3 separate regions of the Mus musculus genome follow, and regions 1 and 3 are each linked to region 2. The links are chromatin contacts, called in public Micro-C and promoter capture Hi-C maps. All regions are on one chromosome and are shown on one strand. Each heading gives the region's core, a stretch centred on a gene start, on an enhancer-like site or on the middle of the called end of the contact. The rest is flanking DNA. Distances are from core to core; before and after follow the strand shown. Region 1 holds the start of Nr1d2 (nuclear receptor subfamily 1, group D, member 2). Region 2 holds the start of Thrb (thyroid hormone receptor beta). Region 3 holds the start of Ube2e1 (ubiquitin-conjugating enzyme E2E 1).

The links. Promoter capture Hi-C pulls out the DNA fragments that hold promoters and counts their contacts. Hi-C and Micro-C count contacts between places; a contact is called where the count stands out from the background.
Region 1: a Micro-C map of embryonic stem cells shows a contact between it and region 2, with 9 times the contacts expected there. The contact joins the promoter of Nr1d2 here to the promoter of Thrb in region 2. A contact is called at or near these places in 9 of 39 promoter capture datasets (cranial neural crest, embryonic stem cells, frontonasal cranial neural crest and 4 more), 7 of 484 Hi-C or Micro-C datasets (LSK cells, Sertoli cells, Th1 cells and 3 more), 13 of 115 datasets of contacts at active chromatin or transcription factors (the 230-238 cell line, DN3 thymocytes, astrocytes and 7 more) and 3 of 9 other capture datasets (adipose tissue, liver and pancreatic islet).
Region 3: a promoter capture Hi-C map of pre-B cells shows a contact between it and region 2. The contact joins the promoter of Ube2e1 here to the promoter of Thrb in region 2. A contact is called at or near these places in 6 of 39 promoter capture datasets (cranial neural crest, embryonic stem cells, frontonasal cranial neural crest and 3 more) and 1 of 115 datasets of contacts at active chromatin or transcription factors (astrocytes).

Annotation. Positions count from the first base shown.
Region 1 is chr14:18,237,792-18,240,491 of GRCm38.p6, forward strand. Nr1d2 (nuclear receptor subfamily 1, group D, member 2) reads right to left here and starts at 1,315. Exons shown (of 8, transcript NM_011584.4): 1 at 1,020-1,315. The coding sequence starts at 1,035.
Region 2 is chr14:17,659,665-17,662,364 of GRCm38.p6, forward strand. Thrb (thyroid hormone receptor beta) reads left to right here and starts at 1,296. Exons shown (of 10, transcript NM_001113417.1): 1 at 1,296-1,360. LOC115488350 (serine/arginine repetitive matrix protein 1-like) reads right to left here and starts at 1,914. Exons shown (of 3, transcript XM_030248233.1): 1 at 1,568-1,914; 2 at 600-1,500; 3 at 252-267. The coding sequence starts at 1,914. The coding sequence ends at 624.
Region 3 is chr14:18,330,575-18,333,274 of GRCm38.p6, forward strand. Ube2e1 (ubiquitin-conjugating enzyme E2E 1) reads right to left here and starts at 1,270. Exons shown (of 6, transcript NM_009455.3): 1 at 1,113-1,270; 2 at 376-560. The coding sequence starts at 527.

The DNA.
Region 1 (2,700 bases), core at 65-2,564, 580 kb after region 2:
TAAAACATATGTTAGAACTGCGATGGTTTTTAAAAGTGCAAAGAACTCAAAATATTCAAAATGAAAACTTCATTTGCTTCAGGTATAAGGGTCATCACTGCGGTCGACTAAAGCGAAGCGAGGAAGGTTAGGTATTATATGACCATGTCTTTTGGGGGTTCAAAGTCAGTCCTGAAAACAAAAGGGGTTATTTTGTTCTTTGGGCATTTTGAGTGAGGATCTCACACAGTAGCCCATGCTTGCTACTTTCTGCCGCCATCTGCCTCAAACTCTTGGGCGCGAAGCTAAAACGTTTTTAACGTAAATAAAAGTTTTACGTAAGGTTCTGAAATCCTAGATCACCAGTCCTCAGATCAGAGCGAGCTGCGAGCAGAAAAGCCCCTCCCCTCCCCTCCATGCTTAAAAGGACTTCTAGGCTAAGTCCCCCTGGAAGCGAATTGCTCTGTACACGCTGTCCATCCGGAAGGTGCTGCGCGACTCCCGCAAGACTCTGAGCGAGAACGACCTACGCACTCCCTGTCTAGCAAGGTCAGCCCTGCCGGGGTCACCCGGGGACGCGCAGGCTGCCGCGCGCACTGCGGCGGGACCAGCGCCGAACTTGCGGCGGATGCGCATGCGCAGCGGGCCCCGCAGTGGGCAACAGCGGGAGACCCGGGACCGAGGCCACGTCACGGCGGAGGCCCCGGGGGCGGGGCCTCGCGCAGACTATGGGCTCCCCCCGCGGCACCGCCCCCACGTGTTCCTCCGGCCCCGGGTAATGTGGGTCGCCCCGCGGCCTCACGTGTCTCCGCCCGCCACCACCCAGCTCGCATTATGTAATGCTGCGTCACTCGCCCGCGCAGCCAACCAGCGCCCGCGCCGCCGAACGTAAACACACCGTGCACGTGGCCAGTGCGGCAGGGCCATGTGAGGGGGGCGTCCGGCGCGCGGGGAGCCCGAGTGCGGGATCCCAGCAACCCCACGCGAGATGGACGCACAGACACGCATCCCTGACCCCCGAGCCTCCCTCCTACATTTACCTGCGTTCAGCTCCATGGCGCTGGACAGGGTGCGGCCCTCACCGCGCCGCCCGGGACTGCAGGCGGTGGCGCTCGCGGGCCCACATCATGAGCACCGGGTGCGGGCGGCTCCTGGGGGCCGCACGGCACAAGCGCGGCACAGCAGTTTCCTGTGGCAGGGCTCGGCAGCGGGCACGGCAGCTGACCTGGAGGGCTCCTCGACCATGTGATCCGCGCACACCCCCCTCCTCCGCCGCCGCCGGCGGTGCGGTGACTCCGCCCGCTCCTCCTCCTCAGGCCGCCCGCTCCTCCTCTCCTCGACTCTCCCGCTCCTACCCTTGGCTCCGCCCACTTCCTCTATACAGGCTCCGCCCCCAACGAGCGGTCCTGACCTCTTCTTCCAATCCGTGGACCCACCAGCCCCTCCCCAGACACGCCCTCTCCTTTTCCCTCCATTCCTTACACTCTGGCTCTGGACTTTCCCTTCTCCCGGCTCCGCCCCCTCTGTTTGGATACGTCTCTCCCTGGACTTGGCCCGTCGGCCCCGTCCCCTCCCGTTGCTCCTGTTCAAGCCTCGCCCCTCTGCCATGCCGGGCCCGGCCTTCCTCCCAGCACCGACCCCGCCCACTTCACCTCACCCCCCTCCCTCCTTCCCAGCCTGTCTCGCAGCCGCTTATCCCTTGCCTGCAGATCTCCCGCTGCTAGAGGTTGTTTGCTCCCTCCTCCCTAGCACAAGCCAATCTGGTCACCTCCATGGTCCCACATGGTTACTGCCGCCAAGCTTTCCAGGACTCTGAGCTTGACTGGCGTCTCCTGCCCAACGCTCTCAACATCTAGCTTCCGGAGTCAACCCTTCATTTTCCTATCACCTTAGGTGTTTTATCCAGGCTCATCACCTAAATAAACCTGTGTTGTGGTGATCCTCACATTCACATTTCCAGCGAAAATCTCAGCTCTGGATTCCCATATCCATCAGCGGGTTAGGAATGTCCCTTGACCTCTCTCTCATTTAGGATGTGTACATGCATTTTTAGAACTCAGCAAAAGTATACTACAGACTGGTGCATTTCACCTTGCATGTAAATTTTCTAGCAAACTGAAAATGGAAACAAATTAGATACGTGCTTGAGGTGAATCCAGGAAGATGTGCTTTAAGGTATATATTTTAAATGAGCTAACAGATATTGGCACCGATAGGACAGTTTATATGAAATTTTAGGCTTTGGGTATGACCGTTGCAAAATGCATCCCAGTTTGCCCAGGAATATTTAGGTATAGAATGTTGGAGCATGTCGTAAGATAGACAAGTTTACATGTGAACATTTCCCCACTTTCCACCAATAGCAATCTTTTCTGTTAGCTAATCAGCCTGAAATCAGCAATTTAAACGTTTCTAACAGGCGAGAAATCGCTGCTTTTTATACTCTATTTCATCCTTAGCAAGTTGAGCTAGACTACCCTCACAATACCTCTGCTGTTCTCCCCCCAAACACATCTGGGGTGGGAGCCATGGCTGTGAGTCTAGATCCGGTCTAGCCTGGGCTGCTGCAACAACTCTGGAGTCGGCTCCAACAGTCTTTTCTCCCCAGCAGTTATTTTTAAAACAGTAAATAGACCCTATGACTCTGCCTCAACACTGAAAAACTCCACGGTCTTCCCCTAATCTGCTCAGCTGAGTAAGAACTCTGCCCGGGTCTCATAA
Region 2 (2,700 bases), core at 46-2,545:
TCCTTAATCAAAGTAGTTTTGTCGCAATTGTTAACTTCCCATTGGCTGCGAGTTCTCTGAGCACTCTGCGTTTTTCCAATAAAACCTACCTCCAAGGCGTAGCTGGAAGACTGCCTGGGTCATCTGGAACAGCACACTGTCGCCCGCTGTTTTCTCCCAACCTGACCTTCGGAACTTGAGGTATGGACATTTCAGCGCTATGCTTGCAAGTGCAGAACCCTTCCAGGGTGGAGATTATTTTTGTCTTCTGGTTTTGTACTTATATTTCTAGGACAGAGGCGAAATAACGAGGTGTCCCTTTAAACCCTACTTGTAGAACCAACCCGGAACACACTCAGTGAGGTGTTGGGGGGGGGGGGCACTTCTCATTTAGGGCAAGCAAGGCATTGCCCATTGGTGTGGGGGAGCAGAGCGTCCAGAGCCACAGGAGGATCTGAGCGCCCCGTGTTTCCAAGCGCACCACAAGTGGTTTGGGGGCGGAAGGAGGAGCGCGGTGACACCTGCCGCGCCTGTCGGGCGACTCAGGAGGGTTGTGCCCCTGGAGATCCCCTCTATCTCCTGTCATTCATACCCTACCCCACCCCCTGTCACACTCCTACCTCTTCAACTAAAAGAATGATGGCTCAAATGGATCCTCCACGCTCCTGCAGTTGGGTGGGTGGACGCGTGTCCACCAGACCCGCAGCTACGTGACCCCGGGGGAGGGTGGCGCACAAGGCGCCGTTACCGCAGAGTCGTAGCGGGGGACATTTGCACATAAGCGGCAGGTGCGCAGGGCACTCGAGTGGAGGGTTGCTCGGGCAGTGGCAGGGAGCACAGCCCGGAAGCCATTTCGTCTCTGATACTCTGGCGGAGCCAGGGTGGCCTGAGCCTGCCGCAGCTGCTGGGAGAATCGAACAGGCTAGAGGACCAGAGGGGAAGAACGGTCGGCGGTTCGCCAGCGGCGGAGGAGCTGACACCCTAGTCCCTAGTAAGGCTACCGCGCTGGGTCCTCCGGAGTCGGAGACTCCGGCCCTGCACCTCGCCGCCCGCGCAGGTCGCGGCAGAGAGGTCGCCGGTGTCCTGGGACCCACGCTGCGCCCCTCAGCGTCGGCGCCGGAGGAGAGTTGACAGGTCAAGGGAATAGGGCTCGCTCGGGAGCCCGCGCAGTACTGGACCCCGTGGCGGAGGGGGCGGAGCGGGGAGGAGACTGCGGCTCGGCCGAGCACGGCGCAGCCTTGGGCGGGCGGCCGGCCGGCGTGACGCGGCGGGATTAACTTTGCATGGCTAATACGAGCACCAGAGCTGAGGCCACCGGCTGCTCGGCCGCAGCTCGCCAGCACGCCGCCTTGGGGCGCCACCTCCAGGCTCCAGCGCTCTGGTAACTTGGCAGGGTGGGCGGGCGTGGGGGGAGGTCTACAGGTCTTGCGGGCCGGGCGCGGGTGGCCAGCGACGCGCTCTGTCCTTGAAGCTGGCCTCTGAGACCGGCTCCTCTCGGGCTCGGGCACCCGGTGCAGGGACCTGAAGCCAGAACCCAACTAGGGACAAGCTCCTTGTGAAATGGAGTTTGACGTCCTGGGCTCCGAACCCAGTGGAAGTTTCCATGAGGAGGAAGTTGTAGGGCATGGGGGTTCGGAAGAGGCTGACAGGCGCGGGGGTGGGCGATTTAAAGGGACTGTGGGTCTCGTGTCCCATCTTTTTGGCTCCTGCACAGGAACTCCAGGCTTTGGAAAGGAGAAAGGTCCTGAATAAGCTGCTGCTCAGTGCCAGTCTGCCTCTCATCCGCTCCGCAGGCTCCCTCCCTCCAGAATCGCTCTTTTCCTTTGCTTCTTTTGGGTTCTGCATGTTTGTGACGATCCGGGTGGTGTCAGCTGTGCTCCCTAAGACCGGGAAAGACGTCTTTGGAGGGTTTCTATTGTTAGGGTTAGTTGTCATTTTGGAGGAAGATTTCCCGTGACTGCAGTGGGATTATTATTGGAGCTAATTCTTAAAGCCTTCTGGTTTGTTTTTAAGAGGGAGGGGGCGGAGTGTGCATACGTGGGTTGTTTTTGGTTTTTTGTTTGTTTGTTTGTTTGTTTTTAATTAAAGGCTAACTGTATAATTTGCCCCAAATGGGAAGTTTTTAAAGGGTCTATTAAGCATTTCTATAGTGAGTCAAATAAAGAAAAGAATACCTGGGCAGGCAGGTTCGCTATCCCATTCTGCCCTTTGCACACACATGAAGAACTCAAAGACTGTCGAATCAGAAAATAACATTGCATAAATTCCTCCTCTTCAAGTGTGGTTGATCCTAGATACTAGTGATCAGTTTTTAAAGACCTGTTTAAAACTGAACATTCTTTGTTCAATGCATGAAAAGGAGAACACAGCAAGCAATTTAGTTAACGATGACCGTATTAAGTAGTGTAGACCCGTTGGGGAGTTTCTTTATATGATTTATCTCTGGTTTAGCATGTTTGATGATACTGTAATGAAATATCCTCACTGTGTTGCAAAGGAATAAAATTTTCTTTTTGGTAAAGAAACGTTCTGTGATTCATTCTGAATATTCTGGATGACTGATCTCCCTAATTCACTTCAGCTTGTTATTTCCCGTTCTGAAAGAAGTCATGAACTTGGTACCATTAATGAAAAGGTGTTTCGTGGGAAGTATTTTGGACAGGGGCAGATTTTAGAGTGTTTTCATGCTGATTGGCCGTGCTTCAATTGACCCGGAGAGAT
Region 3 (2,700 bases), core at 20-2,519, 670 kb after region 2:
ATGGTCAGAACTAGTTTTAACAGAGTTGCCCAGGAAGGTACTCTTAATAATGAAGTATGATGACAGCCTCCGGGAAGTCAGAGATTCGTGATTACTAGGATGAAGACTCTGAAATCACATTGGGAGTCACTCATAAAAGTAATGAGGATTCTTGAAACTTCAACAAGAAACGGACGAGGCCAACCACAACTCCTGCATATGGACGAGGGCACTAACAAAACCAGAAGCAGCGAGCAGTAGAGAAAACAGGTGGGACTCCCATGCCCCATTTTCCTGCCTGAGAACTCACGAGAACGTCGTTGAAGCCTCCCTCCCTGACATGCAGCACGAGGCCACTGGGAAGCTCGGATGCCTGTGGAGAAAGGAGTGGGATACCTCTTAGCGCTGGTGGAGAGAAGCTTCGAATTTTTGCTCATGCTGACTTTACTCTCCTTCTTCTTGGGGGTGCTGCCTTCTTTCTCGGTCTGCTGGTTGGAGGACGAAGATGACGAGGAGCTGGTGCTGGCCCTCGAATCGTCATCCGACATAGCGAACCCCCCACCCCACCCCGCGAACGGCCCCTGCAGGGGGAGGAAACAAAACAGAAACACAGACCATGCAGGCGCTGCAAAGAGGGAAGGAACTCCGCTGTCAGGAGGGCGCGGGCCGGGCCGCCCCCGCTGCCTGCAGAGGCTCGGGGCCCACCGCCGCACCGGCCGAAGAGACACGGGGGCCACGATCGCGCGGGGGCGGCCCGGGGAGGGCCGGGAGCCGCCGCCGCGGTCCCCCAGGCCTCCCGGCGTCCGCTCGAGTTTGGCGAGGTCGGGACGAGCCGAGCAGCGAGAGTGGGTGAGCAAGCCGAGCGTGGGCCGCGTGGGCCGCGGGGACACGGCTCCTGGCCAGGCCGGGCCACGCGGGGCTGCGCTCGCAGGCCGACGCGCACAATGCGCCCCGGGCGGGCGGGTCCCCGCGGGGACCGGGCCGCTCTGACAGTTCGCGCGGCCCCCGCCGCCCGGGCCCGCCACGCCATCCCGGTCGCCCGGCCCTGCTGCCCGCGGCCCGGCGGTGCCGCCCGTCCCCCGGCCCCGCGGCCCCAGGCCCCGCGGCCCGCCCGCCCTGAGGGGCCCCCGCACCTCTCTTTGTGTCTGGCTGCTCCGTGCCGCCGCCGCGGCTGCTGCTGCGGCTGCGACTGGGCCTGGCCACTCGTGTCTCGCTCTCACTGGGAGAGAAGCGGAAGTGCAGCAACAGCAACTATTAACCAGGCAATGGCTTCCCCGGCCGCACACGCTCCGCGCCACTCCTCCTCTCCGCCCCGCCCCGCGCCCCTCCCCCGCCGCACCTGGGGGCCGCGGCCCGGGAGCCCCGAGCGACCCCGGCTTGGCCTGGGGACGCCGCGCCGGGCGGAGCCGAGGCAACCGGGCGGGATTGGGGGCCACTGGGGCAGGTGGAGCCCGGGGTGACCAGGGGAAGTTCTTCCCAGGAGGGCTTTGGGAAAAGGCTGGGGAGTGAGGGGGCCGGTGTGGGGAAAAGATGGTACTCTCCTGGCGAGGACTTTGACTCCTCCCCAAAAGTGATTCGTTTGAAAAGAAAGAATGGAAGAAAAGAAGAGAAGAGAAGAGAAGAGAAGAGAAGAGAAGAGAAGAGAAGAGAAGAGAAGAGAAGAGAAGAGGAGAGAAAAGGAGAGAAAAGGAGAAAGGAAAGGAAAAGAGGAAAGGAGAAAGGAAAGGAAAAGAAAAGAGGAAAGGAGAAACGAAAGGAAAGGAAAGGAAAGGAAAGGAAAGGAAAGGGGGAAAAGGAAAGGAAAAAGGAAAGGGAAGGAAAAAGGAAAGGAAAGAGAAGGAAAAAGGAAAGGAAAGGAAAGGAAAGGAAAGGAAAGGAAAGGAAAGGAAAGGAAAGGAAAGGAAAAGACCCCTAACAGGTTTTTCCTTTGAGCTGATGACACTTGTTCCTCCCTCTGGCAATTACGTGCTTGGAGCAGAGGTCACGCCTGTGAGAAAAAACCCAGACTGGGATTCTGTTCAGGACACCAGGCATGTGCAATTTTATACTAGATACCACCCTCCTTCCCCTTTCACTTGTTATTGAAAAGGATGTGGACTTTTTTTTTTTTAATGTATGCAATTGGGGTTCGGGACAGGTAACTACGACCGGGCTTGGGATTATAAGATCACTGAAAATAAACCTTGAGCCAATGATTTTGACAGGACTTGCCCTGGCTGTCCTGGAACTCACTTTGTAGACCAGGCTCTCCTCGAACTCAGAAATCCGCCTGCCTCAGGATTTGGAATTCTTAAATTAGATATGTCTGAGTCTTAGTAATGGGGAAAAAAAGTTCTAGAAAGCACCCTACTTTCTTTTTACTCCAATATGATGCTATTCAAATAATATTTTTAGGATAATCACACAACAATGCCACTAAATTGTTCCTTGTGTGGCACTGTACCGAAATTTATTTTTTTTAATTCCACCATTAAATTAGGACTTAGTTTCTTACCAGTTTGCCGTTTACCCTGAAGGGAACAGACCCCTGCCATCCAAGTTCACAGAGATCTTGTGTACTGAGCAGACAACAGCACTCGAATTTCCATGGTCCACTTTAAATTACCTCATTCAAATTGACATTGCTTCCCATGGCAACAGTGGCTTCAGTTACCACACACACATGATATAAAGAAAGCTCACAGCATATCCACAGTAGCCAGAAGAGCCAACATTCTCACT